3 separate regions of the Mus musculus genome follow, and regions 2 and 3 are each linked to region 1. Evidence: chromatin contacts called from public HiChIP or PLAC-seq data. All regions are on one chromosome and are shown on one strand. Each heading gives the region's core, a stretch centred on a gene start, on an enhancer-like site or on the middle of the called end of the contact. The rest is flanking DNA. Distances are from core to core; before and after follow the strand shown.

The links. HiChIP or PLAC-seq counts read pairs in DNA pulled down with a chosen protein or histone mark.
Region 2: an H3K27ac HiChIP or PLAC-seq map of heart atrium shows a contact between it and region 1, with 7 read pairs. The contact joins two enhancer-like sites. A contact is called at or near these places in 5 of 484 Hi-C or Micro-C datasets (cerebellar granule neurons, cerebral cortex, liver and 2 more) and 1 of 115 datasets of contacts at active chromatin or transcription factors (heart atrium).
Region 3: a contact with region 1 is called in an H3K27ac HiChIP or PLAC-seq map of heart atrium, with 6 read pairs. The contact joins two enhancer-like sites. A contact is called at or near these places in 2 of 484 Hi-C or Micro-C datasets (cerebral cortex and nephron progenitors) and 1 of 115 datasets of contacts at active chromatin or transcription factors (heart atrium).

The regions. Positions count from the first base shown.
Region 1 is chr12:82,933,669-82,937,712 of GRCm38.p6, forward strand. All of the region lies in intron 2 of Rgs6 (regulator of G-protein signaling 6), which reads left to right. It overlaps 1700085C21Rik (RIKEN cDNA 1700085C21 gene), which reads right to left. Exons shown (of 3, transcript NR_046045.1): 2 at 3,852-3,907. Among named protein-coding and RNA genes, the nearest start is that of 1700085C21Rik, 3.5 kb to the right of the region's middle. Within about 2 kb of position 2,058, at least 23 of the 459 cell types and tissues checked have an H3K27ac peak or open chromatin away from gene starts, as enhancers often do. A contact at or near this core is called in heart atrium, where this site is marked.
Region 2 is chr12:82,752,988-82,756,713 of GRCm38.p6, forward strand. All of the region lies in intron 2 of Rgs6 (regulator of G-protein signaling 6), which reads left to right. Among named protein-coding and RNA genes, the nearest start is that of Gm22149, 18 kb to the right of the region's middle. Within about 2 kb of position 1,699, at least 7 of the 459 cell types and tissues checked have an H3K27ac peak or open chromatin away from gene starts, as enhancers often do. A contact at or near this core is called in heart atrium, where this site is marked.
Region 3 is chr12:82,729,787-82,734,065 of GRCm38.p6, forward strand. The region is part of intron 2 of Rgs6 (regulator of G-protein signaling 6); the gene reads left to right. Among named protein-coding and RNA genes, the nearest start is that of Gm22149, 41 kb to the right of the region's middle. Within about 2 kb of position 2,020, at least 7 of the 459 cell types and tissues checked have an H3K27ac peak or open chromatin away from gene starts, as enhancers often do. A contact at or near this core is called in heart atrium, where this site is marked.

The sequences.
Region 1 (4,044 bases), core at 808-3,307:
CAATGAATGGATGAGATCACAGCTTCTAGATAAGGGGCAGAGTTTTCAACTGCAGCAGTTGACCTGACATAGTCATCACAGCCCACACCAGTCTTCTCTGGTTTCTGTGGCAAATGGCCACACTTTGTGGCTTTATTGGGCTGGGGCTAGAGCTCAGTGGCCTACATGAGAGTTCTGTCCTCAGCACCGAGAGATAGTGTACTGGTTTATAACTATACAACTCTGTTCTCTTTTGTGTTCTAGAGGTTAGAAAATCTGACACAGGTGTCACGTGGCTAAAATCAAGATGTTCTCTTCTGAAGGCTCCAGGGGGAATCTGTTTCCTGTTTCTTCAAGTATCTTGAAGTTAGCACCTTACATTGGCTCTTTATCCCTTCCCTCTTCAAAGCCAACCCCAGGAAGTGAAGTCCCTCTTACATGGCCCCACAATAACCTTTGCCTCCTTCCTCCCCCCTACTTTCTTCACCCATTTTTTTGGACTCCTATAACATCAATGGGCTAAACTGGGGATTCTCTAGGACAGTCTCCATCTTATAAGTCATTAGCCACCCTAATTTCCTCTTGCCATGTGACCTGACTGAGTAAACTCCTGGGTCAGGCCAACTGGATCAGGGGTAGGAACAGAAAGACATCATCCTCCCTACCATATACTCTCACACACAGTCTCTAAAACCACCTAACGTAATAAATATGGTCAGCACTGGAGAGAAGCACCTGAGGCTCAGAGGAGACCAAGGTTACCTGGCTTTTGAAAAAAAACCACCTGAGATCTTAATTCCACGTGCAGCCGCCATTATTTGGCCCAGCAGGACAGTGCACCACACAGAAGGTCCACGTGCCTGGTATTCTAGATACACTGACTTTCATTCCCCCATCTGTGAAGAAACTGCTGAATGGATTGGCTGTTATTGAATAGCTCAGGGCATAAAATGATAGTAATAGACAAGACATTCTTAACGCCCCTTGCAGTTACAGCCTACAGGAAATGTACTGAACACCAGAGAGGGTGCCCTATGAACATGTACTGCTGTTGTATCCTGCATCCAAGTGCTGGAATAATGTGCAGCATGCCATGTGACACACAATTCTATCTGCAACCTTTCCCCTTTAGCTCACTTCTGAGTCCAGCCCACCTAGCCTTCCCCAATGATGGCAAATGTGTTGTCTACCTTAGTATGCCTGCCTTTTCCCCACTAAATTGGTAAGTTATCCGAAAGAATGATGCCAGGGTATTTGGTTGAATATGATATTTAATAGTGGTTTGGGAGGTAAAATATAGCTTTAAGAAAAATTGACTCAAGAGATGTATGTGGTTGCATATAATTGAGCATGAGTCTTCTGGGCTTCCAACAACTACAACTGCATTGTGGGTCAGAAGCTCAAGCCTACAGTGAAATCCTAAGCCTATGGATCATTAGACAGCCTCCATCACTACTCCCTTTCTTCCTTTCATCAAAGAATTATAATATACATGTCACTGAATCATCTCTCTCTTCCTACTTCCTTCCCTTTTAATCACAACAGAGAGGAAATTTTCCAGCCAGGCATTAAATTGGGTCAACAGCTAACCCAGCGTGAGTGTAGACAGCGGGTCTAGCAAGTAGTATGTAGACACAGGAAATGAAAGCCACTGTGCTGCCTGTATCCATGCACTGTGGAATGGTGCAAAGGCCCTATTAAGATGGAAAGTAATAAAAGATGAGAGGAAATATGGGCACCAGCAGCCAATAAACATTCCTGCCTTAAGAAAGCATTAGTTCCATGCAATGGCTTCTAATGCCTTTCTTGTAATCTCCCAAGGTAACCTTTGTCACCAAGAGTGGGCCTACAGGACTTCTAGGAAATGGCACAGTGCCTCTGAGCTGATCCGAAACCATTTATGGCAGTTGCACAGGGTTGGCTCAACTTTCAAAGGCTGTCACTGAAGGCGGGTGTAGAAGGATGTCCTTGACCCTGCCGTGCACTCATGGAAGTTGAAGCAAAAGCACACAGACCTGTGCCTGCTGCAAGAGGACATCTATTTCCCTCTTTACTGTGTAGAATGACTCAGAAATGCACTTAATAGCTGGGCTTGCGATCACAATGCAGTGCTAATAACTGTGAGTAAAGGCTATACTATTGGCTCTGCCTAGATCGTCCCTGGAGATCAGAGCAAAGATTCCTTTCTTCCTGTGTCATCCCTTAGATATGACTCTACATGGCTTTTGTTTTCTCTATATGAACCCATAGGACAATGCATTAGAAGGAAGTCTAATATCTGCCCTTGGTGAGTAAGCTATCCCCTAGGGCACCACTGCAGTTCCTTTGAGAGTGAACTTACAGGCCACAGAACAATCAAGAACACATAACTTCCTTCAGACCTCCCAAGGCTTATGCAATAGGTAGCATAAAGCCCTGGAATCATGTGCCTGACCATTCAGATATCTAGAGCTTATGTTACTCTATGTATTCAAAGAGATGGCATGTTATCCTAAACTATGCTATGAGCTGACCCAGAGTCATTCATAGGCAGTGGAGAGGGTGGTGCTCAGAGCCAGCGAAGGAGTTGTATGGCAGATGTGGTTGCAATAAGGTAGGGCCTAGAAGCTAAAGATCGCATGCAGCCTAGAGCTGCAAGAGCCAAGCCATTGAGTCTCTCCTAGGAACGTGAGAGGACTCAGCTTCTCCAGCCACTCCAGACTTCTCAGCTCTGGCAAAAAACAGTAAACAGCTCTGCTTTCAGTCACTAAGTTTGTGATCAGGTGTTCAGGCAACAGTGGGAAGCTAGCAGAGGCAGCTCGCCCTGCTTTCCTCCTTGGGATTAGCCACATTACAGGCTGGCCAACTACAGAAAACTTATCCTAATCTATCAGAGTAAAGTTCTACCGCCCCGGCTCCAACAAATGCCACCCGACGCTATCAACTCCAGCAACTTACTTCATCAAACATGGAATTAGCTTTCATATAATAACTAACAAAAGTATGCACTTGTCCGGTATGTTGGTTATCTTTGGAAGATATGCTTGCAATTTTAATGTTCTATGGGGTTTTTTTTGTTTTTGTTTTTCTTTGTTGTTGTTTTAATCCATTTAAGGAAAACATCATAAAGCTTGGAACTAAATGACCCAGCAATTGAAAACTTAAACAATGAAGACATTTAGCCTTGTGACAACGCCACGGTGTGTGGCCTAGTAGTAAATGAGAACGTAAATATGTTTGCCCAAAAAGAAGATAGAAAAGGAAAAGAAAAGCTATCACTCCAAATGAAATCAATTGTTTGGCGTTTTACGGGGGCTCTGGGGTGGGTTCCCCAAGGACACTCATGCTATGCATGATCTCTGGTTCCACAGATGTGATTAATTTTGCTTCTGTGATTAGGTATGTTACATGACATAGATTTATGGCCAGGGATGTTGTTTGGATGGGTCTGGCCTAATCATATGGCCCTTGAAAAGCCAAGCGCGTTCCCTGGTTAGTAGCAATTGAGAACTAGTTTGCGTACCTGGTTATCTGAAGGTTGAGGAGCCTGCATGTTAAAGTGTATGGACAGCCTGTGTGATCCTGTCCTGGACTCACAGCAGCAAGGTGAGGTGCCGGCCTTCAGTGCTACAGCTACAAGGAACCTAATTCTGATACCAGCACAAGTGAGTTTTCCTTCAGTACCTCCAGATGGAGGCCCAGATCAGCAGACGCTTGAGACTAGCCTAGGAGGGGCTACATGGAGTGCTAGCACTGAGTGGACCTTCTAGACCATAGCACGGTGGGTGCTCGCACTGAGTGACCTTAGAAGCCAGCTTTGATTCATAAGGCCTCTCTCTGTTCCTCCAGGGAGCAAACATTGGTTCTGGGGGAAAAGTGATTTTTAAAAATACCTTATTTTCTCACATCTAAACCAGTTGGGGATAGTTGAGGTATCTCAGAAGTCCTACTGGGAGAGGAATAATAAACAAAGTATTAGTAAATGCTTACCTAAAATACAAGTTCAATATTTGGTTTCTACTGGTTTTTGCCAGTCTGCTTCTAGTGCAGTGGTTTGGGGGCCGAACAACCCTTTCACGGGAATTG
Region 2 (3,726 bases), core at 449-2,948, 180 kb before region 1:
TTCTTGGGTACCTCAGTGGACATTTCTCAGACTATTATTTCTTGGTTTATGTTTGAGACAGAATTCCTCTGGATAACCCTGACTGGCCTGGAACTCAGTATATATGTAGAGCAGGAAGATGAACTTGTGGCCATCTTCCTGTCTCTGTTTTTCAAGGAATGGTGTGTGTGTGTGTGTGTGTGTGTGTGTGTGTGTGTGTGTGTGTCTTAGGGTTTCAATTGCTGTGATGGAACACCATGACCAAAAAGCAAGTTGGGAAGGAAAGAGTTTATCTGGCTTACACTTCCGTATCATTGTTCATCATGGAAGGAAGTCAGGACAGGGAGCTGATGCAGAGGCCATTAAAGGGTGCTGCTTACTGGCTTGCTTCCCATGGCTTGTCAGCCTGCTTTCTTATAGAACCCAAGACCACCAGTTCAGAGATGGCACCACAATGGTTTGGGCCCTCCTCCATCAATCACTAGTTAAGAAAATGCTGTCCCTCTCGATCTTATGAATGCATTTTCTCCATTGAGGTTCCTTCCTTTCAGATAACTCTAGTTCCTGTGTAAAATTGACATAAGACTCTCCAGCACAGTGTGTGTGTGTGTGTGTGTGTGTGTGTGTGTGTGTTAGGGGGTGGTGTTGCCCTTAGAAGCAGAGCACTATAGGTGATGCCTTCCGTGTCTCTCTCATTGTGTCTCCATTTATCTCCAAAGACAACCACTATGTCAGCGATGCTTTAATGCAACTGTACTGTCACCTCACACATTTGAAAATAAGAATATTATTCTGTAGACACGGCTCGCTAGTTTACCACATACCATTTTTAAAATTTATGTTGCTCCAGTTTATTTACTTGAATTTCTAAATCTGATTTCATCCCATCTGTCCACTCTCTTGTTTCTCAGCATGCTGTCCTTTCTATAATTTTCATGGTCATTGCAGGCAGGCTTGTTAGCTTAACAAGTATTTCTCTTTTCACTCATTAACTGGGAATCTCACATCCCAATGTTGTCCCTTGCTACAGTCGCTGGAATAGCTTAACTAACTTTCCATGTTTGTATGTGTGTGTGTCTGTCTGTCTGTTTGTCTGTGTATGCCTGCCTGCCTGCCTGTCTGCCTGTCTGCCTGTCTGCCTGTCTGCCTATACCTTGTTCTGTATAACAACCCATCACTTTGGAAGTAACTGAGAGGGCAGAGCTCGTAGAAAAGACAGTGTCTGTAAGTTGTCAATCATCTCAACTGTGGCTTTTCCATTATAAAGATCTTGCTTTTCCACAGTTTATATAAAGCTCTACATATTGGTATGCTTGCTTGGTCATACAGTGACTTCTCCAAGTTACCTGATTATTCATCAAGAGCCCTCTAAATATTCAGCCCACAATTGTCTTTTTAATCGCCAACACACACACACACACACACACACACACACACACACACACACACACCTCAGTGTTTCCAAGTGGCTGTGCCGCTATCTTTAGCAACATTTGCCTTGCCTTAACTCTACTCTCCTTTTAAAGGCATCTCGTTTGCTGTGACATTGTTTACTTTCTTTATGCCTTAATTATGGGACTCTGATAACCACAGAAGAGCAGGAGGGACAATAAGTGGAGGTTTGTGGGTGACTATGTGCCAGCTTGAGGCAGAGACGTTTGACAGCCGTAGCAGTTGTTCTTACAAGTGTTTTCCAGTTATTGCCATGTGATTGCTGTCCCTAGCAATCGAGGGAGAGGAGCCAGCCTCTTCCAGTCACTCAGGCACTTTTCTCACTGGCTGTGCTTTTGAACACCCAGCCATTCATCTTTTCTCTGATGTGTTTTTGATGGTCAGTCTGAGCATCTGATTTTTCTCTTGGCTGAGTGGTTCTTAAGGGCCTGGCCCTAGGTGGGAATATATTACTTATCTCAAAGGGCAGATGAAGAAGCAGAGAGAAGCCTCATCTACTGCCTGAACTATATAGTACAAGCTGAAGAAAACTTGTTGAGCAGCTGTGATTGAGTACAGTATGAGAAGAGCTTCTGGTGTGTGTGTGTGTGTGTGTGTGTGTGTGTGTGTGTGTGTGTAGGTGTGTATATGTGTGTGTGCATGTGTGGGTCTATGTGCATGTGTGTGTGTGGTGTGTACATGTATGTGTGTAGAAGTCAGAAGACAACTTCAGCTGTCATAATTAGGCATCTTCCCCCCCTATTTTTGAGACAAGATCTCTCACTGTCCAGGGCTTCACCAAGTAGGCTAAGGTGAGTTGGCCAGTGAGCCCCCATGGCCCATCCCTGTCTCCTATCTCACCGTCACTGAGGTCACAAGTGTGTCCCACCAGCTTTGCACATTGGTTCTGAGTTTCCAAACTCAGGTCCTCATGTGTGTGAGACCAAGAGCTTCACTGACCGAGCCATTTCAGCCCAACCTTGACATTAGTAAATTATCAACGTAGAAATAGTTGTTAAAGCAAAAATATGTTTGGATGCAGGTAGTATGAAAGGGATTCTATGGTGCTAAGAGCACCTGGTATGTCATCTATTCACATATCCTTTTTCTTCCATTCTCATCACTGTTTTAGGTTACTGCCTCACGGCTGCTGTGGCTGCTGATATTCCCAGAGGGAGGTGCATACTGTGTGGGCCACAGCTCTCTCCATCAGGATAAGAAAGGCTCATAGACAACTCCCCAGTAGAGAGGTTGCTCTCTCTCTTCTAAATGCCCAGTGATGTCACACGGCTGCACCCGTCTGAAAGCTCAGAAAGTTGGCAATTCAGTTGACACAGTAGGATTTCAAACAAAGCATGAAGGGGGTGCATGTTGATAAGGGTCCATAATGCTAACCACCAGCCTTCTATATATCAGACACGAGAAGTGTCTGTCAGATATCAAATATGAACATACATGCTGCCTCCTATCCAGCTGGGGTTTCTGTGTGGTATGCCACTGACGTGGAAAGGCAAGGAACGCAAGGACACCATCTGCGTTGACACACTTGCTTGTTGACCTGGCCTTGAAGGATGTTAGTGGAGGTGAAGTCGTCTAGTTTATTTCAGGAAAAAAAAAAAAAAAAAAAAAAAAAAAAAAAAAACAAAAAAAAACTTCTAATGGTTTTCTCCCTGATAAAACCCAACCTTGAGAACAATGACAGAAAAATATAGACATCTGAAACAGAGCTTACTAATTCACCAGACACTCACAGAATATGCATGTTTTGGGGGCCCGAGATCACTAGGGACAGCAATCTGATGATAATTACCACCAAACAGTGAAACCTCTAGTGGGGCTGAGACTTCCGGTGTCCCTCGCTGGAATGTTGCAGGGAGAAAAGACTTGATTTCCAGAGTTTCTCTTTTTTCCCCTCATGCTCTTCTGGGTACTGCTGTGTGACAAGTCACAGAGTCCAAGTTGGCCGTTCTCAAGGGGCTCTCTCCTGTGTTCTTGCTCTGGTATGGGAGCTGGATCTCCTGAATATGGCTTCACCGTGGTCTTGGTCTCTGATAGTCTAGTGTCCTGGTTCTGAAGTTGTACATTCCAAGACATCAATGGGGCTGTTAGAAAGTGACTTTTTAAAAGATATGGCCTCAGGATAATCTTGAACTCTGCAATCTCCTGCTCCGATCTCTCCAGTTCTGGGATTATGGGCATTTCTTTTAGTCTTTGCTGAGCTCCATGGGTATGAATGGCGATGGGATCCTTGGGGTTTTACCAGAGATTCCTGTCTTCCCAAGACTCCAGAAGGCCACAATTAGCAAAAAGACCAGG
Region 3 (4,279 bases), core at 770-3,269, 200 kb before region 1:
GGAGGGTGTGGGAGGCTTTTGGGATAGCATTGGAAATGTAATTGAGGAAAATACGTAATAAAAATAATAATAATAATACTAATAAAAAAGAATGCAGTTGGTAAATGGAAGTTGTGAAATGTGATTAATTTAGGTCATATTTCTAAAGGTTTTCAGCTGCTTTGAGAACATCAGTATGGTTGATGATACTGTTTTCACAGAGGAAATAACGCTGTTTTAATATGCTTTACCTAGATAGAGGAACATGGCCATTGCGTATATGAGCATAGAGTTCGAGGCTAGGTATAAAGAAGTAAAACTGGATATTTGGAGCATAGGTGGATTTTTTTTTTCTGAGACAGGTCTTCTTATGTAGAACAGGCTGGTTCTAAACACAGGGTCCTCCTGCCCTTGTCTCATGCGTGCTGTAGTTAAAGGAGTGTACCTCCTTGTCTGCTGTTATTGGTAGTTAGCCTAGCCCTACATGATTGGTTGAAACCCTAAGTGAATAAGTAGAGAGGGAGAAGGACTGAGTCCCACCATGCTCACAACACCGATAGCTTGTTGGAACTAAAAGGAACCAGCTGAAAAGACTGAAGAGTTGGGCAGCCAGACAAGAGAAGTGTCCCAAAGCTACGAGAAGAGCTAAGAAAGGGGGTGGAATAACCATCAGAGTGGATGGCCGAACATGACACCTGAATGCTTTCTATGTGGCTGTGGGGACCATGGAGCCACCAACAACAAAAGGACCAGTGGATGGGCGTATGAACATCTGATGGGACTTGGTTCAGCAAAGAACAAAAGATGAGACAAATCTATGGCTCGTGAGACATTTGGTCTCATGGGGTGGGAGGTGGGAAGGAGAAGAGTGAAGATAGAAAAAAAAAATCCAAATTGTTTTAAAAGGTAGATCTCTTTAAATCTTCAAAGACTATTTTGATTTATTGATGTGTGTGTGCGTGTGTTTGTGCATGAGAGAGAGAGAGAGAGAGAGAGAACATGCATGACCCAAGTATGTGGATGTCAGAGGACATCGGGGTTTGTTCTCTCCTCTCACCATGTGTTTTCAACCCCTCACTCAGACTCAGGTCACCAGCAAGTGCCTTTGTCCACTGAGCATCTAGGCAGCCCAAAATTCTAGCTTCTCTTAGATGGCGTTTGTTCTAATATACTAGAAAATTGATGGGCAATATTTTGTAAAAAAAAAAATAAAATAAAATAAAGGAATTGGTAAGAGACCTCCTTAAGGCCACAAGAAAGATGTGATATAAGTTATTGAGTGATAGCTGGAGCTCAAGCACAGCCTGTTCTAGATTTGTGCAGCACACATAGGTGAGCAGCTGAGGTCTGTGGAGAGATGCTGAGGTTGTCCCCTGTTTGCTTCTGTGTTTGAAGGAAATGAAAGTCAACATCCACAGCTGCATCCAAGGGAGGGGTGGATGCGTGACGTACTTTCCCTGCAGTAACAGAAGTTGGCCAAGAAAGAGTGATCAGATTGCTTAGTGGGGCCGAAAGCCCTTTGAGATTTGTGTTATATCTTTGAAACCAAACACGGCAGTGTAGTTGTTTATTTTCCCTCACAGCTGGGGCCGAAGGCAATCTAAGAAGGATCAGGTCTGATCGTGATAGTAGTTTTGCCAACTGAATAATGGGAAGTAGGGATAAGCAGAGATGGGGGAATCTAAGGAGACTCTGGGGTGGCAGTATATGCCAGGCTGGGAAAGAAGGAGATGCTGAGATAAAAGAGGTGGTCCGTGAAAAGGTGATCAAGATGTAGAGACCTTAGAAGTTGTATTGTTTGAGTTGAGATCCTGGAGGGAGGGAGCTGGAAATACCTTTGAATTGAGAACTTGGCAGCTTTTCTCCAATTTAATTTCAAAAAGAGACATTTTAAAATCACTTGCTTTTGCTGCTGCGTGGCTGGGGGAAATGTACTTTTCAAGTATGAGTTCAACTCATTTTTGTACCAGTATATTCATGCTGATATTCTCGGTTAAGTCATTCAAATGAGTCAACTATTTCTGTGTCTTCAACCATAAAAGGAGACGAGTGAGGAAGCCGCGCTGAACACTCAGGAAGCCTTGGATCCCACCGAGTGTCACTGCATGGTGGCAGTGTGACTGGCAGGCCAGAATCTCAGGGCTGTCATTGCTGTGGCGCCACTGAGCCTCATCAAAGGAGATAAAGCTAGGAGATAAGGTCTGAGTTGGCACAGTAAAGGAAGCTACCGGCAAGTCACATGTGAGCCACCATTAACTAGGTGCCATCCATTTGGTTGTCAGTCAATAGCAAAGTTCTTCACTCTTGACTAGTCACACATTTTTTTCTTGAGAAGGATGAGTGAGTTCAGGCTGGGGAGACGGCTCTGTTAATAAAGCACTAGAAATGAAAACATGGGTTTAGATCCTACTCACCTACATTAGAAACTGCGCATTTGGCTTGTGCCTCTCATTTCAGTGCTGGTAGAGGTGGGGGGATTGCTGGGACTTACCGGCCAGCCAGTCGAGAACCATGACATCAGTTTCAGTGAGAGATTCTGTCCCAGAAATAAGGTTTGGGAGCCATTGGGAAAGATAACCCAGTGCTGACCTCTCAACTCCCCAGCCAACTATCCATGCATAGACAAACAGACACACAGACACACAGATACAGACACAGACGTGCATATAAACACACACACAGAGATGCACATACACAGAAACACACACATGCACACACACAGAGAAACACACACATGCACATGCATACATGCACATGAACATGCATACACTATACCCAAGCACTTAAAAACAATCAGAAATTCAAAATAAAAAAACTTGCTTTGATGTAAATAGAGAAAGATGGCTCATGAGGCCCCACCACTAGCTGGGAGCTATTGGCAGGTGACAGCTACTTTCTCCAGATTGTCATCTGGGACCTGCTTCATTGGATGGCTTCACACGCATCCACGTAGATGAAGCATTAACCCAACACAGTGGCTTATTAAAAATCCAAAATTGGGGTTATCAAACAATTGAGGGAGAAGTGTCGTCAGGGGGATGTTGGAGAAGTTGGAACAGGGCAGTGAGGAGGTACAGGTATGATTAAAATAAATCACAGACATGTATGAAATCATACGTAAAATTGCTTTAGAAATGTAAAATTTTCCTCGTCAAAGCTATGGAAGTGGTAAAACATGTTTAACTATGGATCTATACTTAAAGTAATAAGTAAATATTATTATACTTATAATATCTTGGGTATCACTAGACAGATCAAGTGTAATAATCAGGTTAATTATGCACACACACACACACACGCACATGCACACGCACACACACACACACACACACATTAAAAAGCTGCCTAGTACTTTCATATACTTTGTGTTTTTAGGGGGAATTTTCCCTAATCATCACCATATGTTGGATGGAAGCAGAGCCATCTGAATTGAAACTAAAATGTGATAATTACCACTTTTATTAAACATCGGGCTGGCAAACCTTGAAAATACACCTTTCTCATCTAGCATGGATGTTTTTGTGTTTCCATTTTTTCCTATACTTTCTATTCTCTTTTCTTTTCTTTTTTTTTTTTTTTTTTGAGGAGACATGGGGTCAGGAATATAAATTTCCCCTTTTCTTCTTTTGTGTGTCTATGCATATGTGTGTGTGCATTTATGTGCAGGTGTGTGTGCCAGTATGTGTTTGTGTCTATGTGTGTAGACCAGAGATAAAAGTCAAGTGTGTTTCTTCAGTCTTTCCACCTTACAGTTTGAGACAGTCTCTCATTCACCAAATTTAGTGGTTCAGCTAGACTGGGTGGCTAGGAATCCCAGAGATCCTCCTGGTACTGTCCCCGCCCCCAACCCCCACCCCAGCTCCCACTGGGCTAATAGATGCCAGCTCTCCTGCCTGACGTATTATGTAGTTCCCAGGGCTTGAACTCAGGTCTTCCAAATTACATGGCAAGTACTTTACTGACAGAGCCATCTCCCCAACACCCAAAAATTTCCCCTCCCCTGCATTATTATGTTTTAGCAAGTAGATACAGGTCTAAGCATTTAGCTTGGGGCTTTATCCCAAAACTACTGGGGACAAGTACTTCTTAGTAACCGTGGACCGATTGTTCCACTGCTGTCTGCTGTAAGACAGATGACGTAGAATCCCTTAGCCCTTGACTGTTGCTTTTAAGTTACCTGTAGAAAGAGGTTCAGTCATTGTCCAAGTGACCAGTCCTCGAAGAGGACCTGATTAAATGTCCCTTTTCTGCCCTTCAAGACAACTGCAATGACAATTAGCAGGCAAATATCCTTTTGGTC